3 separate regions of the Zea mays genome follow, and all the other regions are linked to region 1. A link is a contact called in public Hi-C data. All regions are on one chromosome and are shown on one strand. Each heading gives the region's core, a stretch centred on a gene start, on an enhancer-like site or on the middle of the called end of the contact. The rest is flanking DNA. Distances are from core to core; before and after follow the strand shown.

Region 1 (3,210 bases), core at 397-2,896:
TTGAAAACGTAGGACGCTAGATTTGGATTTTTCCAATTTTTAGGCTGCACGAGCAGGTAAAAGGTAGCAAAATACTAGGGCGCCATGTTTACATGTATAAAAAAAACAAAACAAAAAAGAACTAGGAGTTCCTGTGACGGATAGCCGCATGCTCGTTCTCTTGGCGTCTCTGATATTGGAGCACATCCGTTGTTCGAAAACTAGCCGGAGAAGTTTCTCAAAATCCCACTAGCGGAGGTGCTGACAGCATTTGCTATTTGTACCAGGTGGTCTTGGACTCCGACGCTGGACTATTTGGTGGATTTAGCAGGATCCATCACGCAGCCGAGCACTTCACCGCCGTAAGTTTTGTGGCACGTGATACTGCTCTAGGTACGCAGATGTCAACTTGTTCCTGACAGAGGTGAACTAACTTCTGTTATGGCCATTACTTGCAGGACTGTTCGCATGATAATAGGCCATATTCATTCTCGGTTTATACACCAAGCAGAACATGTGTCGTCTATGCTCCAGTGGAGTGATAGCGGGGTACTCGTTGCTGCGCGGCATGTGTGGGGCTGTCGATGTGAGGAAAAACCTTCTTCCAAAACCGGCAGATGCATGCATGCATGCTACAATAAGGTTCTGATACTTTAATCGATGCTGGAAAGCCCATGCATCTCGCTGCGTTGTCCTCTCTATATATTTAAGACCTTCAAGGTGTCAATTAAACATAGAGTTTTCGTTTTTCGCTTTCCTAATGCTTGATGGCTGATTGTTTGCACTTGTTTCATTCCGTTGGGCACTGATGGTCTTAGAGTTAGACAATCGGCTGCAGCGCATAGGTTTCAAGCTGGGGGGTTGCATGTCCGACTACAGAGCAGCCAGCAATGTGGCCCCTGCTGCCTGCTCTGCTTACTTTTAAATGCCACCCCTCCCGATTACCGACTCACTCAGATTCAGACACGCAAAGCACTACCTTTCCAGTGTCCCTGAAGACACTACTCCCCCGTCCCAGCTTGCCGTTGCAGGTATACCTCGGCTTGCCTGCCTTAGATGTTAATCCTACAACGATAGACATGGATACGGGGTTTTACTAATGCTTGGATGCATGCATTATCGTATCCTCGCCTCGGAGACGATCACGCGTGCATTTGGTCACACCAACTGGTGACAGGGAATGTACACTGAGATTGCTCAAGAGTTACTCCTACTCGACTTGTTGGATCTCACCTAACGCTTTTCAAGTTTTTATGATACTTCGCTGTTGGTCTTGGCCTTGGGCCAGTCCGGAGCCGCTCTCCTGCTCACATCACATGTACGTGGAATGATGTTGTCTCGGGTCATGGCATACAGCTTGGTTGGTTTTATTTCCTCCATCGATGCCCAGGAAGCTTGTGCTATCATTACCATAAGCAGCTAATAGTATGAGTTGATGAGTGACAAGTGACACCTGCACTAAGATACATATAACATCAATCAAAACAATATAACAATTCATACAGATCACCGGTGCTTGCTTAAAGGTTCAGGCTTCGAGTAGCTAGGACACTAGCTAGTACTGGGCTCTCGATCGTTTGCAAAACAATACAACAGTAAAAGGGAGAGCGAGCACATGGAAGCTGGAGGAATAAATAGATGGACGGTTGTTAGATGCAGGCTACTCCTACTACCAATTTCTTTACACGGCTTAGGGCGCAAGAGGCCTCTCCTGCTCTACACACTGCCCTAGCTTAGCTAGCCGTTTGGAGGGCAGTGTTGGCAGCTAGCAGCGACGACAGATGGAGTGCAGCGGCAAGGAGGAGCAGCAGATGCAGATCGTGTGCGTGCGCAGCGCGTCGACGGGCGGCGGCGAGGAGGTGGGGGAGTGGGCGGAGCAGTCGTCGCGGTCGGCGCTGTCGCTGTTCAAGGAGAAGGAGGAGGAGATCGAGCGCAAGAAGGTGGAGGTGCGGGACAAGGTGTTCTCCATGCTGGGCCGGGTGGAGGAGGAGACCAAACGACTGGCCTTCATCCGCCAGGAGCTGGAGCTCATGGCCGACCCCACGCGCCGGGAGGTCGACGCCATCCGCAAGCGCATCGACAAGGTCAACAGGCAGCTCAAGCCGCTCGGCAAGACGTGCCTCAAAAAGGTACGTCACTACAAGACACTGGAACACAACACGAGTGTTTCTCCATTCGGGTTTTTCACTTCGACCGAATGGCTATAGAACGAAGTCAAGCAGGTAGCAACACGTACTGCTTGCTGATCGTGTGTTTGTCTCCGAACATGTGCGTGTGCAGGAGAAGGAGTACAAGATGTGCCTCGAGGCCTACAACGAGAAGAACAACGAGAAAGCCACGCTGGTCAATAGGCTGTTGGAGGTCAGTTCAATTCTTTTGCAATCCGCGCGCGCTATAGCTAGCTTTTGTTTTGAGAACCGTCTCGGTAGGCATATTTTGTTCTGCTGCGGAAAATAAAAAGGATTAAGGCTGTTTTAGAACCAATAATAATTCCTGTGAAATTCATATACCAATCCGATGGATGGAATTGGTTGGGCCATTTCCATATTATTACTGTACTACTAGGCCCAACTGACTTGGTCCTCTATTTTTTCCCTAATAAGAACGTGTCTGTTGACACATGTTTCACTCAGAGGTTGGTCATCTAAAACAATAAAATAATAACGTGTTCTTTCTGGCAGCTCGTAAGCGAGAGCGAGAGGCTGCGGATGAAGAAGCTGGAGGAGCTCAACAAGACGATAGAATCCCTCTACTAGATCTGATCTCATGGAAGAAGAGGATGACGATGGTGGTAAGGTAGTCGTGGTATTCCGGCCCATAAGAGAAATCGAACTAGCAATGACTGAAGCTCAACGTGCAATTTTTTTTCCTGCGACGTACTTGATGATTGGATTTGTGTATTTGTACACATGATTTGTAACCGATGGTTCACTATCCTTGGCTTGTAATCGTTGCTCTGCGGCACCATTGGTCCTAAACGTATTTGAAATACCAATATCAGAATCAGATACCAAATGGTTCTTAGATTTATCGTTATGTAAATAGAACTACGAGCTCACTTTATCATATCTGTAGGTGCTATGTGTCAATTGCCAGTTAATTTTTAAACTAAAACACGATAAAAAAAAGAACGGAGAAAATACTATATAATTATGGTTGAGACGCTCAAGGATAAAAGACTTGATTTTATAATGTTACTTGCCAAATCTGTGAATTGATGGTGCCAATGAG
Region 2 (3,210 bases), core at 374-2,873, 430 kb before region 1:
AGGGTGTAAACAGCAAAATAGATCCCTGCAATTATATACAATAATATAATACATTAGCAAACTTATTGCAGGTGCTGGGTGCTCCATTGATGACCAATAGAAGTATAGGAACTGAAAAAAATAATCAGAAAGGCAATTAGCACTCCTGGTAAGAAATAAATGCCAGAAAATCAATGGCATGGAATTTCCTTGAATTATGCCTTGGATCAAACGGCAGTGAGAACTTTATTCCAACATACTTATAGTTGTGCCACAGAATGATATTAGAATAGGTAAGGGCATGTTTGGTTTGTTGCCTCAATTGCCACACTTTGCCTAACTTTTTTGCCCAAGGTTAGTTATTCAATTTGAATGACTAACCTTAGGCAAAGTGTGGCACATTTAGCCACAAACCAAACATGCCCTAAGTCTGGCAGCCACAGAACAAACATAAGGTCATACTAGTCCATATAGTCCAGCAGGCCAAGCTTCTAACGCTGCACCAAGCTCCCTAGTGCGCAGGGTCAGTCCTATGCAGCCAAGAGGAAGCTATCAGCAGAACACAGAAGTAATACTGTAATAGAACAGGGATTCACACGAATAGGGTTAAGCAACCGAACCTGAGATAACGAATATCCCAAAAGTGCTGTACTTTGACAGGGAGTATTTGTGTGCAAGGCATCCAAGAGTAGGATCTAGAAGACCCAATATGATCCCACCAATGAGAGCTTATCAATGGAAAAGACACAAATCAGTCCATGAAAGTTCAAAACCAGAGGTATTTGCATGTTCTTGTCAAATACATAGCGGTAACGTGAAAGCAATTCTAGACATAGGAGTAGCCTCTACTGGCACCTTCAACTTTTCAACAACAGATCATACTTGATTTACACTCCAGAAACAAACCCATCTCTCTCTAATCCACTATGTTTCTGCTTAGTAGAATTTCACGATGACAAAGATGCAAAGGCTATTTTGGATTTGGAGGCATTGAAGCATTGTCAAATATGCCTAGTTTGGGTCGTGGAGTACATAAGTCCAACCGCACAATTAAGACAAGCATCGCATAATTGACATTACATACAGAAACAGCAGTACAAAATCGCCAACAGACCATAGATATCAAGGTGGTTAACAGGTTAGGCACAAGCTAGGATCGCGTACAAGCGGGAACTCACCAAGCGGGAGGAAGTTGCTACGCACGAAGCCGAGCAGGGCGGGCCCACGCGTGGGAAGCGGCACAGCGCGTTTGCCTCCATCGCCACTGACCTGCGGAGCAAGTAGGCGTTTACAACTTTTTTTCAGGCAACTAGGCATTTACAACTGAATCGAAGCATGGCCCAATGAGTGTCAGAGAATCCGAGGGGGTTCGATTTGGTTGTTACGGGCGAAGTTCCACCGGTGGTGGCGCGCAAAGACCACAATCGGGGAGGCGGCGCGGAGGCGACGGCGTGCAGTGTTGGGCGCCGACGGAGGACGTCGGCACGGAGGGTGAGGACAGATGGGCGGATCAGGGAGGGATGGTGGGTTATCATCGCGGAATCGGAGGCGGGGGCGACAGCAAAGGGAGAACCCCGTCCCCGTGCGCGTGGCTACCAACTGAAAACCGGACTGGAGAGTGGAGGCTGGGCTCCACCGTGGATTGGGCTAGAAACTAGTCCTCTCTCTTTGATTTTGGTTTTGTCTCTAAATTAAAACTCAATCGGAATGATGTAGTGAGCTAGAAGCATAGACTTAACTGAACATTGAAAGAGGACTAAATAAACAAATACAAGTCTGTCTCTACATGATTCTCTATATATTATCTGTTAGTTATATTTATGATGTGATTGATTTTAATAACATCCCATTTTATCATGAAGTTTTGTAGTTGTCTCTTGTGTATAAAAAATCGATTTAAATGCTCAAAGTTGTGCGTACCTTTAGAACATATTTGGTTGCTAGTTTTATGTGTGCTTGCATCGTAGGGTGCAAAGAGCTGATGTTTGGTTTGTTGTGAGCTTGATCTAATTCCTGCGAGATATATATCTAGCTACTTGTCTAAAGCTATAGAGTCAGACTCGTCTTAAAACATCTTAGACCATGCTTCATAAAACACAAATAAAACACCGGAGCCAGGATCCAGTAGCCCTGGCTCTCAAAGCCAGACTTAAGCCAGAAGTGAACCAAACAATGGACCCTCTTCGGTAGAGCTCTTGGATCAACAACTCACACCCTACTATATAAAAGCACTGGTTTCCACGGTTCTGCAATCGTCGTGTTTCATCACTTTCTTCTCGCTTTATACAAAAATAAGGTAAAGTTTGTACCTAAATAGGTTTTGAATCTTGATTGTTGGCTCTATATTTACATCCACCTGACCACCTAACAAACAAACACACAAAATTTTTTATGCTTTATTAAAACAAAGTAAACTCATGTAATATATAGAAACTACAATAATGTATGGGCATTTGACTAGTATAATATAATAGCTTAGTTGACTATCACGAAGTGTCCAAACCCCCAATCATATCTAAACATGGTAGATTAACTTTTAAGATAATACTTAATATGTATCTTTTTATTTATTTGTTGCTTATTATTAATATAGTTTAGATATGTTTTGAGTGTACATGTTGGTAACATTTTTATATAAAAAATTTGAAGGGTCTCTATTTTAGTTTTTATCTCAGTCCTCTAAACCCCAATGAGCATGTGAAAAAGCATATGGAAACATGAGCTATAATTTATAGAAACAAAATATTGTATAAAATATAAATTAAAACCAGACGAATATGCTTCCTATTTTTCTTTTACGAGAGAGGGAGAGAGAGAGCGGAAGAAAGCTCTTTTTAGACTGTCTCCAGCAACGTCCTCTATATATATCCTCTATATCCATCCTTTACAGTCTTCTCTAAAAGATTCCATCTCCTATATCTATTTTCTCTCCAACAACGTCCTCTAAATTACGTCCTCTATATGTAAATACCTATATTAAAGACATTTTAATTTTTTTAATTTTTGTACATACGTATTTGTCATACTCTCAAATGTATTGTACATATTTTAGTTTTATTAAACCGGTTGTTTAAAGTATTCAAATAGATAGAGAACCGTTTAGAGAAACTCTACATATAGAGAATTCAGCAGCGTCCTCTAAATTTAGAGGACCGTTTAGAGGACGTTGCTGGAGGGAGTAGAAGACGTCCTCGTCCTCTAAATTTAGGGTACAAAACCCTTTAGAGCTCC
Region 3 (3,210 bases), core at 265-2,764, 410 kb before region 1:
GTTGATGGTAAATTGGTAAGTGGTGTATATATATTTAGCTAGGTCACTGCAATCCGGCCTTATGCGCAAAGTGTGCAAAGCGAGCTTGCGTATAAGGTCTGATTGCATATTAGTTGTTGCATCTAAGTCATGGATATTCATTAAAAGATGGACTGTTATGTTTAATCCAGTCAAATTAGTTGTTAGTCTCTCTTAGTATTAGTCCATATGTTTACAGCACACGCGATCTAAGGTTACTCATCTAAACTTTAGTTGCCTATATTTAATTAATCGTACTAGCTAGCTACAAAACTAGTCCAAAGACATTACTTTCAGCAACTCATTTATGTTGATGGCCAATGTTCATCTAAGACAAATATTCTCTGACTCCAATTTAAATAATTATTAACAAGATGTATTTTCACAGGTTTGAGCCGATAATTAGTCAAGTTATATGTATCTATCCTAAAAAAACACACACACACACTGGTCACTGGAATATTGGGTTTTCGCGGTGTTTTTGAGATGCGTGCATTTTGATTTTGTAGCATCCGTCGCAAGATAAATTGGAATACCTAATACTCCCTCTGTGCTAAATTAAAATTTGTTTTGTGGTATTAGTAGGTTCATACAATATTTAATGCATGTGTATTATATATGTGTATATATACTTGAATAGACATAAAAAAAGCTAAAACGAACATTATTTTGAAAACGGAGGGAGCAGTAGAGTATGAAAATCGGCAAGACAAACCCTAACTCACACAAATCTTACCAGTCATTTGGCCCCTTCTTGCGCTCACATCTCTTCTTTCTGTCCCCTTGATTCGTCATTCTCATTTAAACATGTAATGGCCATGAGGCTATAATAATCTTGTACGCGCACTGTTTTAAACATGACATTATTTAAATTAATACAAGCTAGTTGATGACTACTTTATCCGTTCTAAACTATAAGATATAGAAAAAAAGCTACGTACCTACAAATATTAAAACATCAGATAACTTCAAACGCGCGACGAAGCAAGTATGTTTTCACCTACTAGTCAGTTATTATCCTGACCATAACCGATTAACCAGTATGTATTTTATTTTTGAAACAGAGAGGGGGGTGCCAAAAATGTAATCAATGCAACCGTCGCTACAATACAAGCCCTATGTATAGCTAGCTAGCTAGCTAGCAAACGAATGATGCATTCGCCTTGCATTCAAGAGGATTCTGCAAGCGAATCATCATGCATGGCAGCCGGGAACGTACGGACGGGACGACCGATCGATCGATCTCGTACTTGTGGGTATAATGTATCATCATATATACCCCTGCACATGTATACGCACGGGCAGAGAACACGAACCGAGACGACGACCCATTGCGCACACGTCTCAAATCATCAACTGTTTCAGCCTGCACGAACCGACCAGAAGCTAGGAGTGGATTCGTTGTATGCTAGCCACGGTACGGGGTCAGGTCGGTCGTCACTGCTTGTCAGTGTTGGCGCGACGCAGCTACCTCCATAGCCACGTTAGCACGATTGGCGCGATCTTGTTTGGGCCATCACTTCGGCTATACTGAATGCTGGCCGGCCCATGCAGCAGCACTAGCCCAACACACAGCCGGTGGGCTCTCGCGCGCAAGCATTTCTTGTCTCCGTCTCCGTGTCCGTGCAAATGCAATGCCATATTGCCATTGCCGCAGCTAGTGGTTACGGGCTGAGCGGTCATCGATAAAAGAGAAGACCACGCAATAATTATTGGTCAGCGAGCCTACGCTAGATTGGTGACTTCAACAGCACCCGGAGCCGTTGATGCAGCGATCTGCTTCTCCGGCGTGGCATTGGATCCATCAAGGTATTGTTAGGAATTTAGACATTTTCATTTTAGACTTAGGCCATATTTGGTTTCAATTAGTTAAACTTTAGTACTAGGACTAAACTTTATTCTCTAACTGTTTGGTTCTAGGGACTAAACAGATTCTAAAGTCATTAAATATATTGTCCAAATACTCAAATGCCCTTATAATACACTCACAACATTAGCTATCTATACAAACATGCTCTCACAACCGAATACTACAGAAGTACAGAGGGAAGGTAAGGGCATGTAGGAAACGGGTGACGCCTAAGAGGGGGGGGGGGGTGAATTAGGACTTCTAAAACTTTAACTAAACTAGGCCACAATTAAATCCCTAGAGCAAAACCTATGCAAATAATCAAACTAGAAAGTGCAAACTAGGTTTTTTCTAAGTGTTGCTATCTCTACTGCAATGGCTAAGTTTCAATCTACACTAAATAAGTATGTATACAAGATTGAAACTTAAATGCTTAATATAAATGCGGAAACTTAAAGAGAAAAGTAGAGAAGAAAACTCTCGTGGATGACGCCGGTATTTTTACCGAGGTATCCGGAACCACGCAAGGTCCCGACTAATCCTCGTTGGTGCCCCTACGCAAAGGGAAGCCCACGCGAGGGCCAAGCACCTCGGTCGAGTAACTCCGTAGAGAGCCACGGGCCTTCTCCACGCGCAAGTGGTGCTCCGCTTCCGGCTCCTCTCGGACGCTCCCCGCCGTCTCCACTATCGAGCTTCCGGGCGAAACGCCGCGGGCCTCGTTCCCTCCGGTACACGGTGGCGGCCGTGACACAAACACGGTTGTCACGGTCTCGCAAGACTCTCGCCCCACTCGATACAATTTCAACGGCCCACGCAAGAGCCGAGGGGTTGTGTGGTTTGTCTAAACTCACTCAACTAACTAGGATTCACCTAGAGCAAGCGCTAATGCGGTCTAACTAACCTAAGCACTTCGCAAAGCACCTACGCTAATCACCGAGTGATTCTATTAAGCACTTGGGTGTTTGAGCACTTGGAAATGTCTACAATATGCCTTGGTATGTTGCTTGGGCTCCCACACCTTCAAATGGTTGATTGGATGAAGTATATATAGGCCCCAACTCAACTAGCCGTTGGAAAGAAGACTGTTGTAAGGGTGGCACACCGGACAGTCCTGTCAGCCAACGGTGCGCCAACTGTGTGCCAACAGTGCGCCAACGGTGCGCCAACGGTGCGCCAACAGTGTGCCAACGCTGTGCAGCCAACGGCTAGTTCTGACACACCGGACAGTCCTGTCAGCCAACGGTGCGCCAACTGTGTGCCAACAGTGCGCCAACGGTGAGCCAACAGTGCGCCAACGCTGTGCAGCCAACGGCTAGTTCTGAGCTAGCCGTTAGGTGCACCGG

The links. A called contact is a pair of places that touch in the nucleus more often than the background predicts.
Region 2: a Hi-C map of leaf shows a contact between it and region 1, with 5 times the contacts expected there. The contact joins the promoter of LOC100194346 here to the promoter of LOC100277929 in region 1. A contact is called at or near these places in 2 of 25 Hi-C or Micro-C datasets (bundle sheath and leaf).
Region 3: a contact with region 1 is called in a Hi-C map of tassel, with 2.5 times the contacts expected there. The contact joins the enhancer-like site here to the promoter of LOC100277929 in region 1. A contact is called at or near these places in 2 of 25 Hi-C or Micro-C datasets (ear and tassel).

The regions. Positions count from the first base shown.
Region 1 is chr5:171,750,386-171,753,595 of Zm-B73-REFERENCE-NAM-5.0, reverse strand. LOC100277929 reads left to right here and starts at 1,646. Exons shown (of 3, transcript NM_001371688.1): 1 at 1,646-2,108; 2 at 2,260-2,340; 3 at 2,661-2,896. The coding sequence starts at 1,761. The coding sequence ends at 2,735. It overlaps LOC542238 (amylose extender 1), which reads left to right. Exons shown (of 22, transcript NM_001426901.1): 21 at 267-341; 22 at 438-772. The coding sequence ends at 521.
Region 2 is chr5:172,181,665-172,184,874 of Zm-B73-REFERENCE-NAM-5.0, reverse strand. It overlaps LOC100194346 (probable sodium/metabolite cotransporter BASS4, chloroplastic), which reads right to left and starts at 1,623. Exons shown (of 14, transcript NM_001309896.1): 1 at 1,365-1,623; 2 at 1,158-1,248; 3 at 600-707; 4 at 442-509; 5 at 1-25. The coding sequence starts at 1,514.
Region 3 is chr5:172,156,200-172,159,409 of Zm-B73-REFERENCE-NAM-5.0, reverse strand. No RefSeq gene overlaps it. Among protein-coding and RNA genes, the nearest start is that of LOC109939567, 10 kb to the right of the region's middle. Within about 2 kb of position 1,514, at least 18 of the 20 cell types and tissues checked have an H3K27ac peak or open chromatin away from gene starts, as enhancers often do. A contact at or near this core is called in ear and tassel, where this site is marked.